4 separate regions of the Mus musculus genome follow, and all the other regions are linked to region 4. Evidence: chromatin contacts called from public Hi-C and HiChIP or PLAC-seq data. All regions are on one chromosome and are shown on one strand. Each heading gives the region's core, a stretch centred on a gene start, on an enhancer-like site or on the middle of the called end of the contact. The rest is flanking DNA. Distances are from core to core; before and after follow the strand shown. Region 1 overlaps Sorcs1 (sortilin-related VPS10 domain containing receptor 1). Region 2 overlaps Sorcs1 (sortilin-related VPS10 domain containing receptor 1). Region 3 has its middle 230 kb from the start of Sorcs1. Region 4 holds the start of Sorcs1 (sortilin-related VPS10 domain containing receptor 1).

Region 1 (2,791 bases), core at 162-2,661, 150 kb after region 4:
CACTTTTGTGGCTGCTCCCAGGCCTGCTTTAATGATGGGATAAGGAGGAGTCTCAATTTGCTTGGAGCCGATCTCCTTGGCATCCAAACCCAATGGTCTTTATTGTATCGATTTGCAATGCGACAAATTATTTTAAATGTATATATTCATGAATCTTTTCCCCTTTAAAAATCACACAAGTGACATATCACTGCTACAAGAAACCCAAGCGAAAATGTACAGGAAAAAAAATGATAATAAATTTCTCCTTTCTTTTAACTCGGATCTGCCCTCTCTCTGGTGACAGCAGCTTGGCATGGATCCTTTCAGAGCTAGTGTGGCTGCTTTCGTGAGGGCGTGCAGTAGATGCTCACTAAGTAGCTGTCAAGTTGACTTGGAGTAAACCTGCGTTCATAAGCAGCTTGCTTTTATCTTTTACAATGGCTGATTTCTTTTCATTACTACTTCCTGATTGCACCTCTGTGGCGGCTTTGCCTCTAAGGGAACTATGGAATGGGCTTCTATGAGACTTCCCATCAGCAGACTCATCCCCACTCTTTTCTCATATATAGAGGTGGAGTTATCAGCCTCAATCTGCTTTGTTCTGTATGTCTTTGCCAAGAATCATCCCACTGTACTTCACATGAGCTAAAGCAGGTGATGAAAATCTATTCTCCAAGACTCTGATACTGCTGCTGTGCCTCCAGAGACAGAGAGTTTGCTTAGGACATACAACTGCCTCACTTTAATCTCTAGTATTGTGTAACAAGGTGTGTAATTCTAGCATGTTGGAGGTAGAGGCAAAGGGAGCCATGGTAGAGAATTGGAGGACAGCCTGGGCTGTTGGCGACCCTGTCTCAAAACAAACACAAAAGCAAACCAACAAACCAGGCATACAAACGACACTTAAAAAACAAAAAAGAGATTTCATGTGTTGCTCTAGTCTGACATAACTAACTTCTTACCCGTCATGTTGCCTGGATCCTTTAGCTCCACCAAGATAGACATCATGGGGAAGCAAGGAGGAACTCTGCCAGTGTTGGTGCTTGGCAGTGTTTATAACCCCTACGTGTTGACAACAGTGCGTGGCAGCAAGAGACATAGGAAGCAACAGGAAGTGTCACCCTGTATTGTTAGCAACTCTGGTACAGGCCTTGGGCACTGAGACCTTCAGCCCTACAGAGACAAATTGTATAGTTCTTGTGTAGGTCAAAGAACTCAATATTCTCCACTTCTTGACAGTAGCTGATATTGTAGCATCTGAGTCCACAATGTCAGGATCCTAGGTCCTTGAAGCCGCTGCTGCTGCTTCTATCCCTGCTGTGACTGAGGGCATCTCCATTGCTGCTGTCTATGCTACTGCTCTGCCTCTGTCTTCTGCCAACACCGCGGCAGCTGCTTCTCTCCAACGTTGCTACTCCTCTGGGCTTCTGCAGCTGTGCCTCTGCTGATGTCAAGACTGCCAGCTGCTCCTGTGGCTCTCCCACTTCTAAAGCTCTGCCTCAGGCATACATCTTTTCCCTGTATCTGCTGCCGCTCTGTCACCACCGAGCCGCAGTTGCTTCCCTTGTGGTACCAGCTGATCTCGTCTTACTAACAGATATCAAAAGTAGACAAGAAAAAAAATACATGAAAGAGACCTTTTAGAGGGGTTAATGTTGCAACACTAGAGGGGGCATTGCAGGAAGAGTCTCATCGCTGGCTCACAAAATAAGGAGAACATCTTGCTTAGAGAGCCAGTGAATGTATCCTGATGCTGTTCGTTGAATACCTTCAAGAAAATCAAGGATTGTGGTTACACCGACCAAAGCACTGTTGCTTTTGTACCAGACACAGCTACCCCCTGTTGGACCAGCAGAGCAAGTGCTACCTTCTGCTCTTAGTGGAAAGGGCTATTATGCCACTGAGACTTTATCAGTGTCAGTGATTGCAAACAAGCCAAGTAGCCACACAAAATCTGAGCCAGGTATGGCTGGATGTACAGCTGTGTTTCTGCAGCAAGCATCTCTGGTCGTCATGGAACTTCATCAAGATACCTATCAAGTGCTGTTCAAAATGACCAGTCTTGGCATAAATGCAGTCTAACTATTTTCATGAATAATAGCCTTTCTCAAAGCAACCAGGGCACCAGAGGAGAGGGCAACAGCTTTTACTTATTGAATCAAATGTCTCTTCCCACAAGGTCTTCACTTCTTTTATAAAGACCACGAACATCAGAACTCTTGAATGGACCAACATGGATGATGATTATTAATAATGACACTAATAGTGTTTTAGCAGTGCCTAACACCTACCCCACAGCACAGGCAGTGATGGGTTCCCCTAATTTTCACTATAGCCACAATTTACTGTAGTTTTTGCCTTCTCAACGTTAAAACTCTTGGCAAGTTAGTCTCTTTGAGGTGCCAGATGCACTTTCTGCTCCATTTTGCCTCTGATTCCTTCTGAGTTTCACTGTAGGATTCAATTAAACAATGATTTTAAGTAAGTCCTTTTCTTGGGACATTTGATTTGACATTCTAGAGAGCTTGCGAGGACAGATTAAGGAAATGTTCTTACTATACTTGAAGCTAAGATGGAAGATGTCAAGTTCATACAAAAAATATCTAATAAAATTATTTCTGTCCTAGCTCCCTCTGTTTGCATCCACACATAAATAGATATTCCATTCCCATCCCAGAGTAGCTATTGACCTCTTTCTTCCCTTTTCTGCCCCTAAACTGTTCATTCTTACTTCCTGTCTCATTTCCCACACTTCATGTTATACAGGACGTTGTAGTGTATCGACTTATGTAATGCTGCCTCGCTACCT
Region 2 (2,700 bases), core at 129-2,628, 240 kb after region 4:
TCCTCAGAGACTGATGAGAAAGAGGATCCAGGGAGATGGGATGAGCCAGAGAAGCAAGGAGTTTGCTGTGACGTTGGGTTTCCCAGAAATGGCAGCCCATGGGTCTTACACTTGAAGCCAAGGACTGGATATTAATTACATAGGGTTTATCCAAGGTTACCCTGGTTAATGATGGAGCTCAGCTGCCATGTGCCTCAGGTTATTTTACTGTCTTATTTGACTCTGTCCTTCAGCACTTCAATTGGGAAGGCAGTGGTGTGCAGTATTATGGCACTACTGGCATCCCAAGTACATCTATTGGTCTAATAGCCTCAGGCCCCTTTACTTAAAGGGGAGAGTTTTTTTCCTGAGGTCTCACTAGCACGTCCTCATAAATCACCAGTGGAATCCAGAGTTGCTTGCATAATGATGTGAAACTTAACTAGGAGTTTAGCAGTGCATCACGACATCCAGCCATTTCAGTTTATCACATCCCAGGGCCCAGGGGGATGAGAGAGAGAGAGAGAGAGAGAGAGAGAGAGAGAGAGAGAGAGAGAGAGAGAGAGAGAGAGAAGCATAAGAAACAAGCTAGTAAATTCATTTATAAATCCAGCATCCTCCTCCCTGTCCTTGGTAAATGTTGTAAATTCTAGCCCTTTATGGTTTGCTTGAGGAAGCAAGCTCAATGTCAGAGTGTTTTAATAGCTTTTGATTTACTTATTAAGTGCTTATTAGAGTGATGAATGACAGGGCTTTGAAGCCAATCACAGACTTGGGATAGGCGGGAGCTTCTTGGCTTTCCTACTGGGGACATGAGGTTGATTAGTTTTGGCGCAGATATTCGGGTGGAGCTGGAATACACTCGACATTTCTTTTGCTCTGTGAGTGGCAGCTGGCTCTTTATTTTTCCCCTTTGTCACTTAAAAGAATATGGTACCACAGGGCATTTTATAAGCTCCTGTGCTCCAAGCCTCTTCTAGTAGCTATGAGCTGAGTAGGAATTAGAGGAACTGTTCTGGAATCTTCCTCCACCCTACCTTCAAAATGTACAAAAAAAAAAAAGAAAGAAAGAAAAAAGAAAAAGACGTTCCCCCACTCACTCCCCCCTCCCCGCACACTGCCCCCGCACTCCCCCCCCCCCCCCCACCATTCGTATTAATTCAGGACCACAAATAAGAACCCAGAGTTCTTTGTGCATGGCTCTAAGTTCTGCTAAAGAGCAAACCAGGTGGCTGCAGAGGTAATTTGGCTTGCCTTTGCATTTGTTCCCATAATAACTGCCATACCATGCACAGCACCCAGCAGGGCGAGCTCTGAAACCTCTCTCCTCAGTAGACAGAATTAAGTTGCATTTCAACCCGTGCTCATTCGGGAATCCTCAATAGCCAGTCTCCCTCCGAGGGTGGCAGAGCAGCCTTTTGAGATGTAAATACTATCGCCTGCGCCGGGAAATCCATGGAGTCAGTTCCTGGGTCTTTACTTACAAGAGTTTTCAATGAAGAATCAGTGGATTTCAGTTCCAGCAGCATTTTTCTTGCCTTGAAATCCAGCCTTAGTGTTCATCAATTTGTTTAATAATGCCTAGGGAGCCTTTAGTCCCTGCACTGAATAATGAATATTTAGAGTGCCCACTGCCTCAAATGTGTGCTTTCTCAATGTGTGCTTCCTTCCGTGGGCAAAAGGCAAACTGACAGGAAACAGGCTCGCTCCCCTTTCCTCACGGACATGGAAGAATTTGTTTAGGAAATGATGCTTAGCCAAAGAAAATACTCCTTCAAAATATACTTCCTGAGTCTTTATCATCATTATTATCTTTACAGCCCAGTGACTGCACCAGCTCGCCATATGCTTGTTATTAGAATACTTTAAGAAGCTTTTCAAAAACTTAAAGATCTGGGTACCACACTCAAAGGCCTGGGATGTGACCTCAGAATGGATTGTTTATATCTCAGGTTGCTGTGTAACCAGGTGAAGAACTCCCAGCAGCTTATATTGCCAGGAAGAAATGATTTTTGCAGATCTCTAATTAATGCGACCTTTTAGGAAGTTGGGGTGCTAAACTTTTGTGTTCTGTATGCTCTGGGAAGCCTGTTGAAATGCAAATTCTCTGGTCAATAGGAGCTCTGATTCCTGAGGTTGGGGCAAAGATCAGGAAGCTACATTTTAACCAGATCTTCCTGTGCAAGAAATAAAAGGACCATCTCATAAAGAAAGAGCTGTGTGGGCAGCCAGTCAGGGCTTGCTGCTATTGCTTTGTTTCTTGTTGAGTGGCTCTGATTTAAGGGAATTGGTCAAATTAAGCGCACTGATTGGATTTTATTCTCAAGTCTCTCTGTGTTCAGTAGGTGTAGTCTGTCAGGCAGGGTTCACCCAAAACAGATGGGAAAAAAAATCCCAAGGCAGCATTGTATTTTCAAAAGGATTACATGAGATCTCAAGCAGGCTCTACATTTGGGGAACTTTTAATATAACTTGACACACACCCCCTCCCCACCACCAGGAGATCTAATTACATTGGCTTGAGATGACCCCAGATTGGCATCTTTTAACATTTCACCACGTGAGTGGAACCTGCTCTCGGAATTGAGAGCTGGTGGTTTAAGAATTGTGCAAAGCCCCGGGATTCTCAGACTGGCTGTGAAATGTCAAGAAGTGTGCTGTGCTGAAGATGCAGGGACTGGAAAGGCTGAGTGTGTCAGGTCTTCTGTCTGCTGAGACCAC
Region 3 (2,700 bases), core at 154-2,653, 230 kb before region 4:
ATAGAAATATAAAAAGTTTTTTTTTCCCTACATTTTTCCATTTTGGTTTCATTGCTACGGCCAAAGTCAGACTCTCTAGTCTGTGAGTACTAGATTATATACTAGTTATTGGGCTATAAACACTCAGTGTCAACCTCCATTTTTAACGTGTTTTATGATGAGAAACCCATTTTGACTTAAGAAGCTACCATAGGATCTGCCCAGAGAGGGCACTAGAGAGAGACTTCAAGGTTGGAAAAGGAAGAATTTCCTTTTCCATTTGCTTCTGTTTCCTCTCTTGTTTGGGCCCCCGCTGTAGCCTCTAATCCACCAGTAATCATTATAAGACCCTCCTTCATTTTGGGAATCAACAAAACATCCTAAAATGGGCACTTAGTGTCTGCTCACTGAATAAACCTGATCACCCTACTTAAGGACACTCACACACAGACTGCATTCTCTTCTGTGACAGCCTGGGTCGAACCTTCTCTGGCACTTTCACAAATATTAATTTCAGCTTCAAGGAATTACTCCTCGTTTTCCATCAGCCCAGAATTGATAGGTACCCTTCTCTTGCTATTACCTTAATAGCTTAGTAATATTTTCCTACGCCCTTCTCTACCATGACACATTTACATTTTCTTCTTTTTTTCCTGCTTTCTTGCTTGCTTGTTTGTTTTTTGCTTGTTGTTTGGTTTTTGTGAATGACTGTCCAATTGTAGACTCCTACCTGATTCCTAATTCAGGAATATAAAAGCAGACTTACTTTTTTCCTCATATATTCTTTTTTACTTTTATATCTCTACATGGATCTCTTTGACTGAATAGCATAGTTTGTTTTGCTTACCCTAAATTTTCTTACACATCTGTATTTGACTTGCACAGTGAGCATGATGCATACCACTACCTCAGATTCTTACATCCCTTCCCTACTGCATGTTTTTAGTCTTTATTGAACTATTCTAATTTATTACAGGAGACTGATTTGCTTGCTTCTAATAAATACCTATATCCAAAGAATGTTTCACTTCTGCCTTATGATAAGAAAACAACTCAAACTGTAGCAGAAACAGAAGAAAGTTCAGCTTTCTGTATAGATGCGGATTAAGAAGAAATAGGGAGAAGTTGAACTCGTGCAAAACCTGACTTAGTCATGCTAATGGTTACAAGGAATTCTGTGGGCTGAGTGGTGGCAGATCCCCAAAATTTTTACAAGAAAACAGAAATCCAGATTCCTATGTAATGAATTTAAATGTTCATATCGAATTGGAAGAGAATATTAAATATTGAGCTGGCATCTTTTGTGCCAACCAAATATTATCCATCTGTGAGTCATATTTTACCAAGTGCCTGCCAAAGTGCTTTTCGTCATCCAACTCCTGATTTATCAGCCAAATCTTCATGTGTGATCTCGTTACAGCCTAGGGAGGGCAAATAATGTTACCATGAAGGAGAAAAAAAAACCCAGTTATAAACAGGAGTCATGAATCACATTTCAAATTTTGATATGAGAAAAAGCTTTAGGGAGGAATATTCTCTATTACTAAAACCATTTAAGAAAAGATGGCTGTTGATTGTTTTGGAGAAATGGAGCAGAATTGAAAGAAAATCCCCCAATTTATTATTTCAAAGTCATTTGAAAATAAAGATAGCAGCCTTGTTTATAATAGCCAGAAGCTGGAAAGAACCCAGATGCCCCTCAACAGAGGAATGGATTCAGAAAAGGTGGTACATTTACACAATGGAATACTACTCAGCTATTAAAAAAATGAATTTATGAAATTCCTAGGCAAATGGATGGACCTGGAGGGTATCATCCTGAGTGAAGTAACCCAATCACAAAGGAACTCACACAATATGTACTCACTGATAAGTGGATATTAGCCCAGAAACTTAGGATACCCAAGATATAAGATACAACTTGCCAAACGCATGAAATTCAAGAAGAACGAAGACCAAAGTGTGGACACTTTACCCTTTCTTAGAAATGGGAACAAAACACCCATAGAAGGAGTTACAGAGACAAAATTTGGAGCTGTGACGAAAGGATGGACCATCTAGTGATTGCCATATGCAGGGATCCATCCCATAATCAGCTTCCAAATGGTGACACCATTGCATACACTAGCAAGATTTCGCTGAAAGGACCCAGATATAGCTCTCTCTTGTGAGACTATGCCAGGGCCTAGCAAACACAGAAGTGGATGATCACAGTCAGCTATTGGATGGGTCACACGGCCCCTAATGGAGGAGCTAGAGAAATTACCCAAGGAGCTAAAGGGAACTGCAACCCTATAGGTGGAACAACATTATGAACTAACCAGTACCCTGGAGCTCTTGACTCTAGCTGCATATGTATCAAAAGATGGCCTAGTCGGTCATCACTGCAAAGAGAGGCCCATTGCAAACTTTATATGCCCCAGTACAGGGGAACGCCAGGGCCAAAAAGGGGGAGTGGGTGGGAAGGGGATTGGGGGGGTGGGTATGCGGGACCTTTGGGATAGCATTGAAAATGTAAACGAGGAAAATACCTAATTAAAAAACAGATAAAAAAAAAAGAAAATAAAGGGCTTTTCTTGTCATATAAAAACTTCAGCATAGTAACAGCAAGTCCCAGACCCTGGAAAGCCAGAGCAGTTACCTGTGGGGTGACTGCTGCTTACTGTGGGACTTCAACCAAGGTGGAGTTTCAATAGTAGGATATCATTTCCAAAAGCACAC
Region 4 (2,765 bases), core at 29-2,528:
TGCGATGGCATTTAAACCTTGGCATCAACTAACAATTTGAAAAAGGCCTGGCTTTAGATGAACTGCAATTTCCAAAGCGCTCCCACCTACTATAAATCATTACCTCAATTTCTGAGTAGAGGCAGGGGATCTTGGGTGGATTGATATTATAATCACATAATTACAGAATTTTAGGGTCACAAAGGATTTTAAAGGTCATGTATTGCAACCACTTAATTTAATATTTGGGAAGCACAATTACCTGAAGGTCCCACAGCAAACACTTTCAAGCGCGGGCTTGCTGGGGGGGGGGGGATCTGAATGCATGTGTTAGCAACCCTGAGCTAGACACCAGTGATGCCAGAAGAATACAACACATTTCCTCTATTTGTTGATATACAGATCTATAACAAACTCACAACACATACTCATCAAGCCAATCACTTACATTTGCTACCATTCAGTGCACTGTTACCAAACACAGAGAATAATACGGCAAACAGGTCACTTCGGAGTCTCCCTTCTCTCAAGGAGCTTATGGTCTCTTAAGGACAGTTGCCAAGATGTATATAACTACAAAATACTTGGGGAATCTTAACTTTAATTGTGTTGTCAACTGTGAGTGCTTTCAATACTGGAGAGTGCTTAAAAAGACCTGAAATCTAGGAGGAATCACAGAGGAGAGAAAATCTCACCAACTATATATATATATACACACACACATAGACTGAGCAGGACACACACACACACACACACACACACACACACACACACACACACACAGTTTATTGCACCACTCTCTGCTGCCTTCTGAGATCTTCTCCAGGCCTGGGCACACAAAGTAAGGACTACATGCCAACTCACCCAGTTTAAGAGGGAGAGCAAGAGCCCACTCATCTTCTAAACTGGAAAAGACCAGAAAAAGAGAAAAGGGGAGAAACAACCACAGAGAGAAGGGAAAACAGGAATAGGAAACCCTTCACAGCGCCTGCTCCGGGAGCCTGGGGCTGCTCGCCCCAAGAGGAAGGGTGCTTGCTCGGGCTGCTTGCGGGGACTCGGCGCGCCTTGGGGAGGGTAGGCGACAGCGCAGCCCGCGCCCGCAGCCCTGGACACAGCGCAGCTCGGAGACGGGACGCAGTGCCCCGGAGCCCCGGCAGAGCCCGCCCTCCCTCCCGCGTCGCCAGCCGGCGCGCGGCGCCCTCTCCGCCCGTGACTTCAGTTCGGCTCCACCCCCGCGCGGCGGCGGCGGCGGCGGTGGCTCGCAGCTCCGTCCCAACCCGCGCGCTCCGCACAAGCCCAGCCTGGGCGAGCGGCAGGCACCTGCCCGGCGCCGCCTCCGCGCGCCCCGCCGCCGCCCAGCCCAACTTGGATGGAGTTGTGGTCCTGAGCGCACGCCCTGCCGCCGTCAGCCTGTAGCCTCGCTCCGCTGCCTGCCTTCGGTCCGGGACCCCCTCTCCGCTTCTCTACGCTCCAGAGATGGGAAAAGTTGGCGCTGGAGACGGCTCCTCGGCCGGGCTGAGCGCGCTCCTTGCAGGAGCGGGGCTTCTGATGCTCTTAGCCCCCGGCGTCTGCAGCAGCCTCTCTTGCTGCCCTCCGCAGCACCCTAGCTCGACCCCACGCCGGACCCTTACCCCAAGAGGCTTTCCTCACCCGGGACCTCTGGGTCGGGCTCCTGCCACGCCCCCGCCCCTCTTCATGAGACCCCTGTTCGCAGTGGCCCCCGGGGACCGTGCGCTGTTTCTGGAGCGAGCTGGGGGCAGCAGGGTGTCAGTGGCGACCGCTGCACGCTCTGGCCGTAGGAGACGGAGTGGAACGGAACCCGAGAAGATTGAACCCGGAGAGGGTGCGAGTCGGAGCCGCCGGGACATGCTAAAGGATGGAGGGCAGCAGGGGCTTGGGACTGGCGCACGGGACCCGGACAAAGCCACCCGCTTCCGGATGGAGGAGCTGAGACTGACCAGCACCACATTTGCTCTGACAGGAGACTCAGCACACAACCAAGCTATGGTCCACTGGTCTGGCCACAACAGCAGCGTGAGTAGAATGGAACTGGGGGCAAAGGGGCGAGAGAAGGAAAGGGTTACCTTTCACTGTAAGAGCTGGCGGAGAATTGGGGGCGGAGGGGGGGGGGGCAAAGAGGTTTCTTTCTTGGGAGATGCTGCACAGTGAAGTCTTCCCAGCTAGCCTCCCCCAAGAGTTAATGGTGCCTACTAGGGTGCCCCCACCGCCACCTTCAGAGTGTTCTCCAGATCAAAAGGTTCAAATTGGAACGGACCAGGCAGATCTTTTTTATTTCTTCAATGGCACTGGAGAGTAGAACTGAAGACCAAATATGGGGGTTGTATGTGCGTTAAAGTATTTTTAATGAAGATCTGAAAGGGTTAAATCTCCAAGCCCACTGAAATCCCCTGAAGGGACATTTCCTTACCTGATAGACTGATGGAGCACACGGAGAAGTCGCCTCTGTGGGCTTTTTATTTTATTTTTATACAGAGCTCCTAGCCCCTTGTTCTACCCCGGAGAAGGCAAACTGCAGTACGATATAAGGTGCCCTTTGGTATTAGAAATCTATTTGGGAACCAAACGGATGCAAGTTTCAGTGCAGAGGCTCCCCAGCATCTCCTGACAGCATTAGCAAGTGCATCTTGAGAGCCAGGCTTTTCTAGCCCATGAAAGGGCAGTTGTTCTCTGGCATGGTCAGCCTGGGGAAGATCAGATAGATAGATCCCAGTGACAACAACTCCCTGTTTTCCCACCGACTGACCTCCTCTAGGGAGGAGCTGAAA

Evidence for each region. Hi-C and Micro-C count contacts between places; a contact is called where the count stands out from the background. HiChIP or PLAC-seq counts read pairs in DNA pulled down with a chosen protein or histone mark.
Region 1: a contact with region 4 is called in a Hi-C map of cerebral cortex, with 4 times the contacts expected there. The contact joins the enhancer-like site here to the promoter of Sorcs1 in region 4. A contact is called at or near these places in 1 of 39 promoter capture datasets (hippocampal neurons), 4 of 484 Hi-C or Micro-C datasets (cerebral cortex, cortical neurons, neural progenitor cells and 1 more) and 2 of 115 datasets of contacts at active chromatin or transcription factors (neural progenitor cells and oligodendrocyte precursor cells).
Region 2: an H3K4me3 HiChIP or PLAC-seq map of neural progenitor cells shows a contact between it and region 4, with 18 read pairs. The contact joins the enhancer-like site here to the promoter of Sorcs1 in region 4. A contact is called at or near these places in 1 of 39 promoter capture datasets (neural stem cells), 1 of 484 Hi-C or Micro-C datasets (cortical neurons) and 5 of 115 datasets of contacts at active chromatin or transcription factors (astrocytes, embryonic forebrain, embryonic stem cells and 2 more).
Region 3: a contact with region 4 is called in a Hi-C map of cerebral cortex, with 3 times the contacts expected there. The contact joins the enhancer-like site here to the promoter of Sorcs1 in region 4. A contact is called at or near these places in 2 of 39 promoter capture datasets (both in the 3T3-L1 cell line), 3 of 484 Hi-C or Micro-C datasets (cerebellar granule neurons, cerebral cortex and neural progenitor cells), 1 of 115 datasets of contacts at active chromatin or transcription factors (neural progenitor cells) and 1 of 9 other capture datasets (liver).

Annotation. Positions count from the first base shown.
Region 1 is chr19:50,524,926-50,527,716 of GRCm38.p6, reverse strand. All of the region lies in intron 1 of Sorcs1 (sortilin-related VPS10 domain containing receptor 1), which reads left to right. Among named protein-coding and RNA genes, the nearest start is that of Gm26629, 150 kb to the left of the region's middle. Within about 2 kb of position 1,411, at least 12 of the 459 cell types and tissues checked have an H3K27ac peak or open chromatin away from gene starts, as enhancers often do. A contact at or near this core is called in cerebral cortex and oligodendrocyte precursor cells, where this site is marked.
Region 2 is chr19:50,439,334-50,442,033 of GRCm38.p6, reverse strand. The region is part of intron 2 of Sorcs1 (sortilin-related VPS10 domain containing receptor 1); the gene reads left to right. Among named protein-coding and RNA genes, the nearest start is that of Gm26629, 240 kb to the left of the region's middle. Within about 2 kb of position 1,378, at least 39 of the 459 cell types and tissues checked have an H3K27ac peak or open chromatin away from gene starts, as enhancers often do. A contact at or near this core is called in astrocytes, cortical neurons, embryonic stem cells and 3 more, where this site is marked.
Region 3 is chr19:50,907,539-50,910,238 of GRCm38.p6, reverse strand. No RefSeq gene overlaps it. Among named protein-coding and RNA genes, the nearest start is that of Sorcs1, 230 kb to the right of the region's middle. Within about 2 kb of position 1,403, at least 9 of the 459 cell types and tissues checked have an H3K27ac peak or open chromatin away from gene starts, as enhancers often do.
Region 4 is chr19:50,677,159-50,679,923 of GRCm38.p6, reverse strand. It overlaps Sorcs1 (sortilin-related VPS10 domain containing receptor 1), which reads left to right and starts at 1,278. Exons shown (of 26, transcript NM_021377.3): 1 at 1,278-2,013. The coding sequence starts at 1,456. It overlaps Gm26629 (predicted gene, 26629), which reads right to left and starts at 2,519. Exons shown (of 8, transcript NR_166832.1): 1 at 2,408-2,519.